Regions from separate parts of the Xenopus laevis genome. Here region 1 is linked to region 2. A link is a contact called in public Hi-C data. All regions are on one chromosome and are shown on one strand. The core of a region is the stretch at or near the end of the contact, and the rest is flanking DNA. Distances in the headings are between cores, read along the strand shown.

What was found. Hi-C and Micro-C count contacts between places; a contact is called where the count stands out from the background.
Region 1: a Hi-C map of animal cap shows a contact between it and region 2, with 8 times the contacts expected there. A contact is called at or near these places in 3 of 4 Hi-C or Micro-C datasets (the XL177 cell line, the XTC cell line and animal cap).

What each region holds. Positions count from the first base shown.
Region 1 is chr2L:123,258,407-123,263,864 of Xenopus_laevis_v10.1, forward strand. It overlaps efnb2.L (ephrin B2 L homeolog), which reads left to right and starts at 2,680. Exons shown (of 5, transcript NM_001086485.1): 1 at 2,680-3,245. The coding sequence starts at 3,124.
Region 2 is chr2L:123,044,837-123,050,336 of Xenopus_laevis_v10.1, forward strand. No RefSeq gene overlaps it. Among protein-coding and RNA genes, the nearest start is that of arglu1.L, 180 kb to the right of the region's middle.

The DNA.
Region 1 (5,458 bases), core at 1,430-3,929, 210 kb after region 2:
CTGCGGCAGCGCATGGTGTCCTGGCTGAACCGTTATAGAAATCGGCAGTTGTGCAGTAAATTCCTGGGGGCACCAATGAACTGTAGGGCAAACACTTGGGGGCTTATCTTCCTCTCTTAGCCAATCAAGATTACTAGCCAGACGTGCTGCAAAGCACTTAAGGGGCCCAGTCAGCATCTGGCCAAGGATTTTTTTTTATCACCTCTTTGCTTGTTGCAAAATGTGACAGTCGCATGTGTGATAGTGTACAGAGCATTATTGCACTGGAGTGAGCAAGGCAAACAGGCCCCAAGGGGCGATGGTGGGGGCTGGAGACTGACCCACGTGCAGATATGGACAAATCCCTTCTAAATAGATTATCTACCGCAATCATGGGCATTAACCCCCTGTCTGCCACAGATAGGCATTAACCCACTGTCTGCCACAGACATTAATCCCTTTGTCTGCCCTTTGTCTTTCACAGAGATACACATTTAGCCTGGTGACTAATTCCCAGTGCTTTAACCCGTTGTCTGCCGCAGGAACATGCACTTTTATACATTATTCTGATGTCTGGCACAGATAAATTGATCAGTTGTCTGTAACATAGAGATGCATTCTTCTGCTGCTGTACAATTATCTCCGTCCGACAGAGAGAAATCCTTTAACCCCCTGCCTGCCACACAGCTGAAAAAAAAATGCTTAAAGCTTAGCCCTCTTCTATTTCGTGGTTTGGTGTGAGTTCTAGTTCCGCGTGTACATTGTATTTCTTTTTTTTTGTAGTGTCTTATTTGTATGTAAAAACAATCTGACACACGTTAAGACAGAGGGGGCATGGGGCAAAAACAACGTTTCAGCTAAACCATGTCTGCTACAGGCTCAGATTATATAAAGGTGCTATCTAGAGTAGTAATATGGCGATATCTCGTTTGCTTGTTAGGGATGTAGGTGGCCATAAACGTACAGTCGTCCAATTTGCCTAATTCAGTGATCCCCAACCAGAGACTCGTGACTGAGCAACATGTTGCCCTCCAACCCCTTGGATCAGTGTCAGACTGGCCAACAGGGATACCAGGGCCCTTTGGCTTCTAACTGTTTGGGCAATTTCATGGTCATTCCCTATTTATTTATGGGAAAAAATCGACAATATTCGAAGAACAGAATATAGTAAGTTAATATAAAAGACTAGGAGAAGAAAGAGATTGAGTTTGGAGAGGAGGAATTATAGTTTGGAAAGTGGTCCCATGGACTAAGGTTTCCTGGTGGGCCCCATACATTCCATTCCGACATTGCCTTGTATAAGGTGCGCTCCGACCAGGCCCGGACTGGCAATCTGTGGGTTCTGGCAAATGCCAGATGGGCTGCTATAAGGTGCAATTGAAAGTCACTATTTAGTGGGCTGGTGGGGACTGTTTGGGCTTCTGTATGGGCTGATTGGGCCTCTGTGTACCTGAAATGCCAGGGCCTATTATAATTCTCAGTCCAGACCTGGCTCCGACCCCTTGGATAAGATGTTTATTTTTGAATCCCAGGCTTGGAGGCAGGTTTTGGTTGTATTTAAACCATTTTTACTATCAGAAACAGCTTCCTATAGGCTGCAAGTCCACATAAGGGCTATAAATAGCCAACCACAGACAATATTTGGCACCCCAGGAACTTCTTGCATGCTTGTGTTGTTCCCCAACTCTTTTTACATTTGAATGTGGCTCATGGGTAAAAAAGAGTTTGGGGACCCCTGTCCTAGTTATATAGTTGTCCTTATGGCTTCTCTTCCAACTATAAATTCCAGATTCCGCCTCTCCCTACTCTCTAAAAAGATCCCTGGCACAATACAAAGGCAGAAGCACAGTAAAAAGATCTAGAGAAGGCCAAATACACCAAGAATAACTCCCTAGCCCCATATAAACAGTTGGATTGTACAATTAGACAGTAGTTACATTAGATCTCCCCCCACCTACCATAATAATAGATCCATTACTAGACTATACACAGCTGGACTCTGGAAAGGAGATGATGATGATTTTACTGTGGAAATGTATATTTGATTTACTCCCTGCTGGACCGCAGAGGATACACATTTCATCTATTTACTCCCCAGGGATGACTATTTTCTGACTAAATAATGTTTATAGTGAGAAGTGTCAAATCTCCCAAGATGCTCCCTGGAGGCTGCTCCAGAGGTCACACCGGTTATTATGTGAGTTGAGGAGGTCTGGGACTATCTGTTCTGCAGCAACTGATTAGCTAGAGGCTGTTATATTTTATATAATATATATATATATATCACATTTATTGTTTGTAAAAAATATATTTTCTCACAGTTACACAGTTGATTAATTGAATAGTATCACTATAAACGCGTCTATCCAGTCGGTTTGGCTTCATAGTTTTCGCAATGAATTTTCCTGAAAAAAAGGGATCCAAGAAAGAAAGTGGAGTTTGTGTATGTCGCAGTGTAGGGTCACCTAATGAATATTAATAGCCGCCGATGAGTTCATGTTTTATTGTATGGGAGGTCTGTACCTGTCACACACAATACGATGCCAAGGAGCAGACGCGCTCTGTCTTAACTATCGATTGACGTGAAGCGCCGCCAATCCGCTCCGCTCTTGAGCATGTCAGCCAATGAGAAGGACGGGCGGGAGTGGGCGGGCTGAGTTTATATGGCTAAAGCGCTGCGCTGAGAGAGACTTGGGTTTAGTGAGAAGTAGTGCGAGGATCTGCAGCTGAGTTCATTATCCGTGTGCCCGGAGCAGCAGTGCCACACACAGTCGTACCCCGCCATTGGCAGCCAATCAGGGATCTGCGGCAGCTTTTATCTGCGGGCACCTATAGGATACACACAGGGACTGCCTGGAGCTGGATTAATACAGCGCACTTTGCGGGCTCTTTGGCTTAGGATCACAGACAGGGTTGCCGGATGACGGGTCCCCTTGATAACAGCGCGGCCCCTTTTGGTACCTTGGGATACAGTGCATGTGAGCAGGAGTTTGCCGTTTGGAGTTGATTTGTTGCGCAGTGTCAGTCGCAGCAGCTCAGGGAGTTGGATATCCCCCCGCTGGTTGGACTCTCGGGGATCACTGGCTTTGACTAGAGCCGAAACGTTGCGTTTGGTCAGTGATAGTTTCTTGGGGCGGCCAGATCATGGCACTGAGCGGGGACTCGGTGTGGAAGTACAGCCTGGGAGTTTGTATTCTCTTGCTCAGGACTGCGATCTCCTGGTCTACAGTGCTGGATCCTATATACTGGAACTCGTCCAACGCCAGGTAAGTCCCGAGCCCTTTTACTCTTTACGTCAGTGTGTGAGGGCCACATACAGACACGGTGCGACACTCTAATCAGCAGTGTTGTATAGATATTATCAGCGTGTAAGCGTGTCCGTACAGGGACATTCTACCCACGACCCCTTGGTAGTGGCAAATTAAAACCCACCGAGCTCCGGGCTCAGTTGAAGTTCACCGGTAGCTACAGGGCCGTAGTCGGCAGTTTGGGCATCGCTGTCATAACACTGGGCTGAGCCCTTTATTCCCTGCCGATCCCAGGGCATCCCCTGTGTTATAACTTAGCGTTCTATATGGAACCGAGCCGTGACGTGTCCGGGTCACCCCGGTACAAGGTTCTCCCATTGTCTTGTGGGTGCTGCGAGTGATTAGTCAGCTACTGGGTGAGCCAGCTCATTGGGCTCATATTGACACCGGGCTGGCAGGATCCTGGAGTCTAGGGGACGCTGCTGATCGTTCAAACGCAGAGAGACTAATATTTCTTGCAATTACCTTCCAGTCCCGAAGGATCATTTGTGTCCACTAAATCTTCGGATGGAGCTGCCATATAGAAGCAGCTTGTGATTTGTAAGCGGCAGTTTGGCATCGGCTGCTCATCTGAGGGAAGCCCTTTGTTTGTACCTCTGCTTTTTCTCATAGCGCGGCGCTGCCCACTAAGTTAGCGCTATATAAATAAATGAATCCCTGTAGCAGCCTTATCGGCGTCCCTGCAGTCCTTCCCTTCTGACCGTGCTGATCTCAGTGGTTCAGGGTAAAACAGGAGCTCATAGATACATGTAAACTCATGCCCTGTAAATTAAATTAATAGTATGGGAATCCCACAACACCCTTTAAAATATATTGATGCACATAGTCTATCCCACATACCATAAGCGGGTTCTCTGCCATCTGTATTGCTCTACCCAAAGGTTTTCTATGGCAGAGACCTGTTATTTCATTTTGGTTAAAGGAGAACACAGGCTAATCTGAATAGAGGTTTGTGAATTCCCACTTTGTATTGAGTATTTAAATTAAAATTTCCTTTCTTGAACTTCCTCATCGTGGCATCTGGCAGAAGGGCACTGTAGAAAATCTGTGCCCTGTGGGTATTGCAGCACTGCTTGCCAATGTCACCCAATAGTTGTAAGGGAGTTTCTTTCAGCCTATGTGTGTGTAGGTAGATCAAACATTACTATCATTTTTTTCATGCTTTTTTATAAAATATGAATAAGGAGGTTCAGAGCAAAATAAAGCCAAATAAATAGCAGGGGGCTCTGTCCCTAAGAATGTCTGAAAGCGCTTCAACAGCAGCACATAGGCTAACAACCCAAGCTGTTGTACTCAGAATCATTGCTGATTCACAGAAGGAGAGATACAAAGTGTTCGTCTATTGGCTGTGCGTTTGGGCCCATTCTCTGTGCGCATGTTGAGGGTGCTGGCAGGTCTACGACTGTGGTGGGTTCAGAGGCAACGCTTCACTTGCTGAATGAAAGTAAATGGAGGATCTAAAATCATGATCATTTCAGGCCCACAGAGGTCACTGTTTCAATGCACACAGCTTGACTGTGCACTCAGCCTTCCTAGTCCTTCAGTTCCAGCCTATTTAATCCTGCCATTTAATCATGTCATCACATCTTAGATTTTTCCCCCTTTTTTTCTTAGAAAAAAAAAAAAACACTGTTGCGGCACACCTTTCGTCTTACATTTGTAGGAGGCAAATATAACCTACCTTTTGTGTATATAACCTACAAATTTGTATTTGTGTTACTGCCATTGTTCCACTACAGTTCCCACAGTCCCAACACAGCCTTGGAGTTTTATTACTGCCTGCCAAAGGCTTGATGCCCTTACTTGACTGACCATATCAGTGTTGCCTTTTTTCATAAAATAGACGCCCGCCCTACTGGTTTTATTTTTATTTGCACTTAATGATCCAGCAATTTTACCCTAGAGACACAATGTGCTATTTCAGCTGTAAAATCAGTTAGGAACATGAAAAGCATCATGGATTTTCATTAGTCGGAACCTTTATGAGTACACCACCCTCTTCAGTATGGAAATAGCTTTTTTTCAAGTCACTAATGAAATATGAATGTCATAGCTTTTAACATCAAATTTTAATTTCCACCATGATTTTTAGTGCAACATTAAACACATAAATACCACTATAGGGAACAGCAGGATAATAACTCTATTCATAAAGTCCTATCCTCACACTC
Region 2 (5,500 bases), core at 2,740-5,239:
ATTTCATTTTACTGCATACGAATTTTTGCTGATTGTGGAAGAATGGCCAACTTTTATTTTCTCATGTCTTCTGTTACATCTTCTGTGATGATCCCAAGATGAGTTTTGCATTGGAATTTTATGGTGAAGGGACCCACTACAATTGTGGGAATTTTGATTTGGGACAAACAAAAAGGCATGCGCAAACCAAATACTTTCAGGTTACTGCCGATATAAGTCCTTTACACCAATTTGAAAATATATCTGCCTGTGTATGGGGGCTTCCCACAGGCCTTCCCGATCGATATCTGGCCACAATATCGATCGGGAAGGTTTCATTTTTCCGCTGATCGATGTGTCGGAGCTAGGGTTGCCACCTTATCTAGAAAAAAATACCAGCCTTCCTATATATTTATAATTTTTCCATATTAATATCATTGTTATCAACCATAATTTTTACCGGCCAGACCGGTAAAATACTGGCCAGGGGGCAACCCTAGTCGGAGCCCATTGCTCCACGTTGAAATCTAATCGTTCGGCCCTAGGGCTTAATGTTCGGATTACCCGATATAGCCCTGCTGTTGGTGGGCATATCAGTAAAAGATTCGCCGATTTGGTGATGTCGCCAGACGAACTGATCTCTTCATGTATGGCAAGCTTTAGGCAGCTAACATACCTGTAAGCATTGTAGTTTTAGTGAAGTATGCAGTGAGCTGGTTTCCAAGCATTTTCAGTCTAAGCCCAATTATTTGCAGCAGGTAAATAAAGAGACACATGAGAAAACATGACTGTATTGTTATTGATGTTGTTCTGTTTACTAGCACAGATTTACTGCCTCCCAAATCCCGTTACAGTGACAAAAGGTATTCATTCACCTTGTCACCTGCTGCAGTGATAGTCTTTGTTAATTACAAAAGGCACCTAAACTGCTATCACCTTAAAAATTTGCCTGAAAATGTGGTGATAGTGAAGATGATGGGGAACCAAATTTTTATGTAATAAAGATTATATTAATTGCAGAATTAGAAACTTGAGTTCTACTTAATCTGTTATCCCAAACTCTTGCTGAAGGTCTTTGCAAACATATTCAGTTCACTTAAACCTTAGTCTGAAAATAGTGATTTTGCATTAAGATTTGTATGTGAGAAGATACATTATATGTATCACTAATAGTGTTAACCCTACTTTTAGTGCCTTTGACCAGAAGCCAAATAGAGCAACTACTGCCAACATTTCTGTTGCTTTTTGGAGAAAAAAAGGCATTCACACAGCGGCAGAATTTTTGACTTTATGTTATCAACTTATTTGAAACTACCACTGACACAGTATATGCAGTATACATAAAATGTTTTCATACCTACAATGGCTCTAAGTGAAAGAAGTCTGCAACTGTGCAAAACTGAATTGGTCAAAACTAGCACCCTACATAAATCTCAACTGAAAGTAATTTTGTCTCTGACTTTTGACCTTTATGTCATTTCCTTCTTGGTATTTTGCACCAAAGTGTTCTATGTTGGTGTCGCCACCATTTGACATATGTATTTTTCTTGTCGGCAAAGTGAACATGTCCAGACGAATGACAGGTTGATTAAGTCATTTAAGAACAGGGTGACTTGTAGAATCCCTTTCCTCTCAAGTTATAGTTAAAAACTTGCTGAAAATAAATGACTTTAAGTGATGCAATATTTTCATTCTTCTCTGAAAAAAAATCATGTCCATATTGGTCTCACAGTAAATAAACTTATACCATAAGTAAAATATAGATGTGTGACAATTAGGGTTGCCACCTTTTCTGGAAAAAAATACCGGCCCTCCTATATATTTAACTTTTTCCCTATTAATAACATTGGGATCAGCCATCATTTTTACTGGCCAGGCCGGTAAAATATCGGCCAGGTGGCAACCCTAGTGACGATCGATACCATAATAATTTTTTTTATCCTGCAGAGAGCAGAACATAAGAAAAAAATTAAAGCGATACTGGGAATGGGAATTTTTTTTTTTCAAAACGCATCAGTTAATAGTGATGCTCCAGCAGAATTCTGAACTGAAATTCATTTCTCAAAAGAGCAAACAGATTTTTTTATATTAACTTTTGAATTCTGACATGGGGAAAGACATATTGTCGGTTTCCCAGCTGCCCCAAGTCATGTGACTTGTGCTCTGATAAACTTCATTCACTCTTTACTGCTGTACTGCAAGTTGGAGTGATATCATCCCACTCCCTTTCCGCCAGCAGCCTAACAATAGAACAGTGGGAAAGTAACGAGATATTAGCTCCCTAACACAAGATAACAGCTGCCTGGTAGATCTAAGAACTGCACTCACTAGTAAAATCCAGGTCCCACTGAGACACATTCAGTTACATTGAGTAGGAAAAGCAACAGCCTGCCAGAAAGCAGTTCCATCCTAAAGTGCTGGCTGGTTCTTAAAGCAACCTGACCAGGCAAAATGACCTGAGATGGTTGCCTACACACCTATATTACAACTTAAACAAAATACACTTGCTGGTTCAGGAATTACATTTTATATTGTAGACGTAAAGTGAATTATTTGCAGTGTAAACAATGTAATTAACATCATAAAAATCCTGACAGAATCTCTTTAAGATTAGACAGTCAAATTTTATTGGACTGAATTAACATTTGATAGATAGATAGATAGATAGATAGATAGATAGATAGATAGATAGAATATATATAGTCCTCTGAATGTATCCAACTATTTTTATACTTCCCTATCATGTCTTCCAATGGCACATTGGCTGAAAGTGTATGCTGCAACTTTACTCAGAGCAATGTCAGAGTAAAATATGTATTATGGTGACACAGACCTTTATTTGTTCACTGCAACCATAATCACAGTAACAAGGTAGCTTCTGCACAGTCTTTGAACAATGAATCACTATTTCATCCATGAAGGTGAAGTAAAGAAAATACACTCCAATCCACAAGTGAGACAATTGTAAGCACAGAGAGGGCTATTAATTTAAATACTGATTTGTTGGCAGAATGTTTAGAATAGCAGGCAGTATTACATTATGGTGCATGAATAGAAATGTAGACGAAGTTGTTTAGTTTGGTGTGAATTGCTACCAACAGGTATTCTTTTTGATCTCACTTAAGACCAGAGGTATGTTATTTGTAACTTGAGCAGAACACAGTTGGCTTTCAATGGCTGAAATCTTAGTATGTTTGCCCAGTAGAGCACCTGGCTCTTAGGCAGTGAATGTTTAGAAAAACACCTTTAATAATATTGTGATGAGGCAAATCAATGTTTGTGTTCTTAGCATTTACTGGCTTAATTCTTAGCATCTGTCATCTGTATCATTGTGAATCACTCATTCCCTCTCTGCACTGTAAACAGCTTACTTTAGGATTCCACTCACTTTCTTCTGCTATGGAAAAAGACCATGTGAAGTGCAAAATAAGAGACCACCCTCCCTGTAAACTAATGAAATTACCATATTAAGGAAATGAAATGTGCTGTAAACTGTAAACCACAAATTTTACCAAGTAATACATTTTAAAGTTCCTTATTTAAAGCAACTCATGTTACTGGAACTTTTTTTTTAAAGTAATGTGAAAGTGGGCTTTTCAAATGAAGCCATTTCCATTGCATGGTCAAAATATTGACAATTTCTGAGAACTACTTTGCAAAACACATTAGGGTAAACGTGGAACCTTTATCACATGGAAGCATTTCTTACCCCTGTATTTTAATTGTAAGCTAGTACAGTATGCACTCAAGCCCCACACTCAAGCTAGTGATCCTGAGTGGCATCCATGAGTGTCTGTTTTGACCACCATGTTTGTCCCATAAGAGCAGTGTGGCTGTCAGTACCATAGGATGGTGACCTTTGGGAAGTGATTAGTAGTCAGACCACTACCTTGTTCTTTACCGTTTCAATTATTCAGTTTTGATCTGATCAAATTGATGGTGCCTTTGCATTATCAATGGTTAATGGTCTAATTTACTTGCAGTAACAATAAACCTTTAATTTCATCAGCGTTTAGGCACTGGAGGTTTAGAGTAAATAATATGTCTCCTTGGCTGCAGAGACCCATGCTTGAAATCTGAGCTCTGCCCCACGGGTAGCCTTGAGGGTGTGAAACCAGGCTCCCTCACAGATTTACATTTCTTTAGAGGAGTTTTTTGTTATGCAGATTGTTCGATGTTTTTCATGCCTTTCTACTGATTTGCAAATGAATGCTTTTCAAAATGAAACAACAGAACATTTCCCAAAATTACTTCAAAGCGGGATACTTTAACAGTAAAATAACTCCTGACATTACCGTAAGGTTATAAAAGGGATAGTTATGGTTCATTTACTAATAGTCAGCTTCTCAGTCGTGCATGACGTGACATAGTCAGCCTGACCACACAACGCACACTTCAGAGATCTATGCAGGTTAAAAATACATTTTTAGCTGATAGGAGGGGCTAAAATTGTCTTACAGAATTAAACACAAACTGGATTCTTAAGGTTAAGAAGTTATCTTCATCTTGCATACAGAATGCAGAGCCAATACTGTGAATTCAAATACTTTAAATTGCTAACTGAAGTGCTAAACATCCATCCTTGGCATGCTGGTATCTACTTACCTGATAAAAGCTAGTTAAGCCCATTCAGATCTGATCTCTTCAGCCTGGATAAAGCTGGCCATACATGGAGAGATCCGCCAAACGAGCGGATCTGTCCTCGATATGCCCACATTTAGGTGGGCATTATCGGTCCGTAGGGCCCAACAATCAGATCACAATACAGGTGGTCGGATCACAGGACTGCATCAACTAACAGAAGAGGCCGTAATCTGACTGGAATCTTTACCCTGCCCGATCGACATCTGGCTGACTTTCAGCCAGATTTCGTTCGGGGAAGCCCATTGGAGGGCCCCACACATGGGCCAATAAGCTGCCGACTCGGTCTTCCGGCAGCTTTTATCATCCTTTGTATGGGGGCCTTAATGCAATGATTTTACTGGTGCTTCACTTGAAGGAGTGAAATTTCACATGAAGACCACAATTCACTACAAAGTGACTTATCCTACAATAATGTGTGTTTGCCGTCAATAATGGCATTAGTGTGTGATTCACTTGCAGCAAGCCAGTTACATGTGTAGGAACAACATGCTAAGGGAACCATCTTCAAGGCGGATTTTAATCCAAGGGTTTCCTTGAATCTATGGAGTGCAAGTGCCTGCCTCTGGTAATAGTCTTCAACTACATGCAACATAACACCCGGTTTTACACATTGTACCTGTGCTCATAAATGCATATTTTTGAATTTTCTCAGTTTAAACCATGGGGCATGCACAGCTGCAGTCAGTGTTGTATCCAAATACACACCAATTTGAGCCCTCATTCACACGGACTACTTGAAATCTGCTGATGTAGATGTAAACTTATGAAATAATTTGATGAATCTTTCTTTCTTTCTTTTTATCTCACACATAGACAAATACAGTATTCTAAATAAATAGTTGGAGGGGCATAGGTGACTTAAGAGAAACCATTCTAC